2 separate regions of the Mus musculus genome follow, and region 1 is linked to region 2. Evidence: chromatin contacts called from public HiChIP or PLAC-seq data. All regions are on one chromosome and are shown on one strand. The core of a region is the stretch at or near the end of the contact, and the rest is flanking DNA. Distances in the headings are between cores, read along the strand shown.

Region 1 (3,008 bases), core at 409-2,908, 140 kb before region 2:
CTCTCCTCCCATTCTTCCCCATCTCCTCCTTTTCCCTTCTTCCTCTTTCTTCTCTTTTTCCTGATGTTTTCCTTTGCTCCCAACATCCTTCTCCTCTTCCTCTCCTTCATCCCCCTTCACTTCCTCCTCTTTTTCCACCGTTCTCCTCCCCTCCTCCTTTCTTTTTTCCCCCTCTCCTCTTTCATTCTCACCTCCTTTTCCTCTCCCCACTTCTTCCCTACTTCCTTCTCCTCCTTCTTTTCTTCCTCCATTCTTCTCTAACCATATCCTCCTTTTCTTTCTTTTGTCTTCCTTTGTATTTTGAGGCAGGTTTCACTCAGCAGTGAAGAATAACCTTGAACTTCGGAGTCTCCTTCACAACCACACCTTTCAGTACAGCCACGTTTATAGAGTCACAGTCCAGCCCAGTGAACTTGTTCTTGGGGGTTACCATGTGATGGAATCCCCTAGGCAGCTTGTTAAGTGCCTCAGAGTCCTGACTCAGTAAGGGAAAGGGCCAGTGGGCTATGTTTGTGAGCTCCCCCCCCCCCCGCCCCCCCACCCCCCAAGGGTGAATATCACTTACATCACAGCCGTGAACTTGAATGATTGTGTGCAAGTCAGGAATTGTGCTCATTTCACAGTCGGGAAGAAAGATATTAAGAACAGCTAAGCAGTTTGCCCAAGGTGATAAGGTAGGTCACTGTCAGAACCAGGAGTCAAAGCCAAGCCCCGCAGGGCTGGCCGTGAAAACAGAATGAAGACTTGTAAAAGTATATCTTTTGGAAATGGGAAATCTGGGTAAGAAAAAGAAGTCTAGCAAGTAGAACTGACACGCTTGATCTTGAGGCTCTAAGGGACAGAGCTGGGACTTGAGATCTGGACCATTCCCCTCAGACTGTCAGGGTAGGCATCAGCAAGCCAGTCACTAACCATCAGGGAATCCTTGATGCATCTGGACTCCTTGTTGCGTGGCATACAATAGGCTGTTAAGCAGTGATTTAAAAAAAAGAAAAGAGGAAAAAGAAAAAAGAAAAGAGAAAAAAGAAAAAAGAAAAAAGAAAAAAGAGAAAAGAGAGAGCAGACAGAAAGCTGCAGTGAGGGAGGGAAGTGGTCCCTATAGGTTCAGGTTCATTCGGTTCTCTATTTCTCATTTATAGGCTTGACCACTAGAGGGCGATGTCCGACAAGAGAAAGAAAGACACTGCTCCACCATTTCTAGGATTGGAGACGATAATTCTGTAGCTGGGCATTTAAAGCCAAAGCGAGGGGCGGGGTGGGGGGGGGAGGAAAGGGGGTGTTAATTCACCGAATGATTAAAGTGTTCTCTGCCCCTCCTGCTCACAGGCTGCTGGGAAACATCCTCAAGACACACTGACCCATGGACCCTTCTAGATGTAAAGTCCACTGGTCAAGGGAAGAGAAAAGGAAATCTAGGTTGGTCTGAAATTTGGATGTTTACAGATAGTAGGAGGTTTTCAAAAAAAAAAAGGACATTTTGTAGCTTCCCAGACATTCACAGCATCGATGGGAGTTAATGTTTCGAGAAATGGCAATATAATGAAGTTGCATGCTGAATTAATTTTCCATAAATAAAACAGGACATTTTCATGGCTTGCTTTTCCTGCCCCATCATGGGGGTGTGTTCTTTTAGCGACTGAGCAAGTGCCCCCTTTCTCCCACTCTACCTCTTCGGGTGAGGCTGGCCAGGGGTTTGAACCTGGACTGTTTGCTCTGGCTATGCAGCCCTGGGTGATTCACCTGATTAGGTGCTGACTAGGAAATAGAAGCGAGGGATGACATTGCACATTTGTCAGGAGCATCCTAGGGAGGATATGCCTGAGGGTCTTAGGTACCATTCGAAAAACCTTCAGTGTATATTGGCCATTTTCCATGCGTTAGCCCAGCTCATGGTCAAGACTGGATGGACCCTCCTTGAAACACCATCGAATCCTTCATCCTTCCCTTTGTCTCTCTTCTGTCCAGAGATGCTGGAGAGGAGCTGTGCAAAGCCTGTGAGGGTTGCATCTCCTTAGGGCCATCGCCAACCCCAAGAATTGTATTTTAGAAGCTCATTGAACTGGAGAGGAATGAGCTTCAAGTATCAGCCTCTGGAGACACAAAACTATTAGAGCTAATGGCGGTGCCAATTAGCATAACTACTGCACACACAGAGTGAGCTGGGCACGGTGCTGGAGGGCTTGTGTGCACTTTCTTACCACGAACCCTATGAGATGTTTTATGATGTCACTTTTTCACGTGGGGACAGTGAGGGGCAGAGAATGTCAACAACTATGCCTAGGACACACAGCTCTGGAGCGACAAACCTGAAGCCAAAGCCAGCTGTGACTCTGATGTTTGCTGTGGAGAAGGGGCCAGTAATCAAACATGCGACAAAATGATAACTTGCTCTTAAGGTGGCATTTGTGGGATAGCTTTGTATCCCTTCAGAAGACTACGAGGAGGAGGAAGCCATGTGTGACAGAGACTGGGGAACATCTGGAACCGTGGTGTCATGTGGGGAGATCTCTGGGGTCTGCTAAGGGTTCAGGAGGGAGAGATGAGGAAGGGGAAGGCCTGGAAGAAAACGCCTGCAGCAAAGGCAAGGGGAGAGATGTGGCCTCTGTTTCAGGGACATCAAAAGACAGAGGAGTTACCTGTCATGAACTGCACTTGGAGGAAGGGGAAACTGAAACATGGCAAGGCAGCAGCCTTGGCTAAGGGCAGTGGCTTAGAGGCAGGGTTAGGATAGGAAATGCCATCTACAGAACCCCAGAGCTTCTGCAGGGTGGCAGTCATCTCAGAGTCTCATGTCCATCACCAATAAAGAAAAATACTGCTAACCCCTGGGAGGATCTAGGCCAGCCAGCCACCCAGCCACAGCCAGGGCTCCGATGTCGGGGATGTGGGACTGTGGTAGCAGAACGAGTTCCCTTTCCTTTCCTCTCCTTTCTTTTTTCTTTCTCCCTTCTCCCTTCTTCTCTTCTCTTTTGAAGCAGTGCTACACTCTAGCCCACGCTAGCCAAGGC
Region 2 (2,934 bases), core at 28-2,527:
AGACAAAAGCAACCCAAAAAAGAAAAGGTTTGTCTGGTTCACCAGGGTACAGCCCATCATGGAACAGAAGTCAAGACACCAGGAGCTTGAAGATGCTGGTCCCAGTATAGAGAAGTAAACAGCTATGAGTGCATGCATGTGGGAATTTGTATCAGTTTCCCAACTCTTAGATAATCCAGGATTCCATCTAGGGAACGGTGCTCTCTACACTGTGGTTGGGTCTTCCCACCTTCATCCACAGAATCAAGCCAATTCCCCGACAAGCATGCCTGAAGGTTGATCACTTGGGGTTTTGTCATATTGACAATTGACATTAACCATCGCAGATCCCACCACTAAGTTCTCAAACTCTGAAGAATTTCTATCATCTAAGTCCCTGTTCATTCCCAGTACTTCAGACCAGTGCTATTCAACATTGTCAGGATATCTAAAGATGTGTACTGGAGCATACTGGCTTTACTCATATTTCTTGTCAGATCGCTTTATTCCATGATTGAATCTCTGCTCTTTAGTGATAATACCCACCACTCCATTTGGTAAATGCATTTTTTTCCAGAGGCATGTATAAAACCATAAGCGTCATCAGACCTGCGCATGAAAAATTCCAGAAACACTTTGCTCTAAGCAAACTAATGTTCTTTTCCTGACTCTGGTTTCTGTGGAGGTCTGGTAACATAGACAACAGGGCTAAAGCATCCTTACAGCTTACCTTGGAGGCCCTCCCTGCCAGAAGGCAAGGTGATCTCTCAAGGCTTTTATTCTGAATAAATGATACTAGGAATAGTCTGTAACAATTACATAGCAATCTCTCCATGCCAATCAATCAACCCACAACCCTCTAATGCAGGCAAATTGAGTTGCTAGGCTGTTTAAACCACTGGAAAAAAAACACGGAAATTGTGACTGACCACAGAGTTCTCCTATGATGCTTCTATTAATAAGGAAAGCTTGAGTGTTGAATGCTGTGTGGGCTGATAAAGGAACTAGGCTTACTTGGGTATTCTGGGAATTAGAGAAGAGAAATGGAAATTTGAGAAGGGAGATAGATCAGGCCTGGGATTCTCCAGTGTAGTCTAGGCCAGTAGATCAGTCACAGACGATCCTCTACAGTTGCTGAGCCGAAACTCTGGGAATACGGCCCAGTGAGGCCGAGTTAACAAATCCACCATTGATTTTGATCTGGGCTAAAGTTAGAGAACTTAATCTTAGCACAAGAGAGCTTCCTGATAGCAAAATGAGCTGCCCTTGCCAGCGTGTATTATATGATTATATGCAAATAAGACTGCTCGAAGAGGAACCAATAGGACTGAACATGTGTGTCAGCATTTCCTGTGCTCAGTCACTATAACAAGATTCCTGAGAAGGTTAACTTATAGAGAATAAATGGTAGCTTAACAAGTCCCAGTCCAGGACCAGATGGGCCATTACGGTTAGGAGGGAGGTATCGGATGGTTGGAGGGATTTCACAGTCGCACAAAATGGCATTATCACCAGGCAGGCATTAAGCAAGCCACAGCAAAAAGGAGAGAAAAGGAAAGAGAGGCTTTGGTGCCCCTATCCCATTTAGTGGCATACACTTAGATTACTCAGAGTCTCCCAAAAGTCTCTTCTAGAACTTTCAGCACCTCCTCAGGAGCTAGTGATACCCCGAGGACCAAGTCTTTAGTGCACAGGTCTTTCGGGACGTAAAACCTAAACTATAGCTCTAAGCTTATTTAACCGTGAAATACTTTGATCATTGTGAGCCACAGATGGGACAGCAATGGGAGTCTGTAAAATAGCACGCGATTGTATTGAATCGATTGCAGGAGACACTTCCAAATGAAGTGATACCCACCAGAGGTTCTGAAGAATGGCTTCCATATTTTATAATACTCACATGAAACAAATTAGGGTAATAAGATCATTTTAATTTATTAATGAACTAATGTGAATATTAGGAACATAAATATCCTCTCCTCCCCCAACATATCAAGGATGAGGAAAAAAATCAATTGCTGTAGTTTTCCTTCTGGGCCTGGGTGGTGTGATCTAGAAAAGAAGCAGAAGGGAGGCAGGAGGGGAAATGGACAACAGCTAAAACATTTAAGTCTCCCCATCCTTCCCACTCTTCTTTCTCCTCATCAATTGTCTGGTTTTTGTTCAAGGCTCTAGCCTTGCCCCCAGACCCTCCAGTGTCTGCATATTGTGTGTCCCTATGTCTTTCCCCACCCTATCCTTCTCAGTCTTTTCCTATATCGTCTCTCCCAGGAAGCTTTCCTGGTCCCTCACCCCTCATTATGCTCTCTTCCCCAAGAGAAAAATACACCTCATATGCCTATCCAGATGGAATAGCAGCTGCTAATGAGTTACTGGCTTGCTTCTTAGGTACCCATTTGCCTTTTTCTCAGGAGCCTTCTGAAGTGTGTGTGTGTGTGTGTGTGTGTGTGTGTGTGTGTTTAGAAGTCAGCCGCGAAGAAAATTCCTCAGTTAAATCCAGTATTTTTCATAATATACTATTACCCAGAGTGCTTTACTCTACAGTTTGATGTGCCTCTGGAAATAACCTTGATGAAGAGATGCAAGCAGACTGGGCTTAAGTGATATGGTCTGGGAATGACAGAGGATATTCTCACTGGGCTCCTATTGCTCAACTGTATTTCAGCCAGCATCATTTTGGGGATGGGAAATCTAACGATTCCATTAGATTTAGATTTCTAATCATAGATAAGAGAAGAGGAAGACAGATGATGGAATGACAAGAAGACTAACTGCTTCCCCCCAAAATAAAACTACCAAGTATGAATGGAGGCCTGACTGTAGTCACTTATTATCCAATGTGATATCATCTACGGTGGAGATTAGCATGCGATAGAAGCAGTCTGCTGATTTTCTTCGGATAATTTAAAAATAAGTAAAACCCAGAAGACCCATTCTTTCCTATCATTAATTTGA

The links. HiChIP or PLAC-seq counts read pairs in DNA pulled down with a chosen protein or histone mark.
Region 1: a contact with region 2 is called in an H3K27ac HiChIP or PLAC-seq map of VIP interneurons, with 2.8 times the contacts expected there. The contact joins two enhancer-like sites. A contact is called at or near these places in 7 of 484 Hi-C or Micro-C datasets (cerebral cortex, cortical neurons, embryonic stem cells and 1 more) and 3 of 115 datasets of contacts at active chromatin or transcription factors (VIP interneurons, bone marrow-derived dendritic cells and heart atrium).

What each region holds. Positions count from the first base shown.
Region 1 is chr11:44,329,786-44,332,793 of GRCm38.p6, reverse strand. No RefSeq gene overlaps it. Among named protein-coding and RNA genes, the nearest start is that of Il12b, 69 kb to the left of the region's middle. Within about 2 kb of position 1,658, at least 5 of the 459 cell types and tissues checked have an H3K27ac peak or open chromatin away from gene starts, as enhancers often do. A contact at or near this core is called in VIP interneurons, where this site is marked.
Region 2 is chr11:44,192,369-44,195,302 of GRCm38.p6, reverse strand. No RefSeq gene overlaps it. Among named protein-coding and RNA genes, the nearest start is that of Il12b, 210 kb to the left of the region's middle. Within about 2 kb of position 1,277, at least 2 of the 459 cell types and tissues checked have an H3K27ac peak or open chromatin away from gene starts, as enhancers often do. A contact at or near this core is called in VIP interneurons, where this site is marked.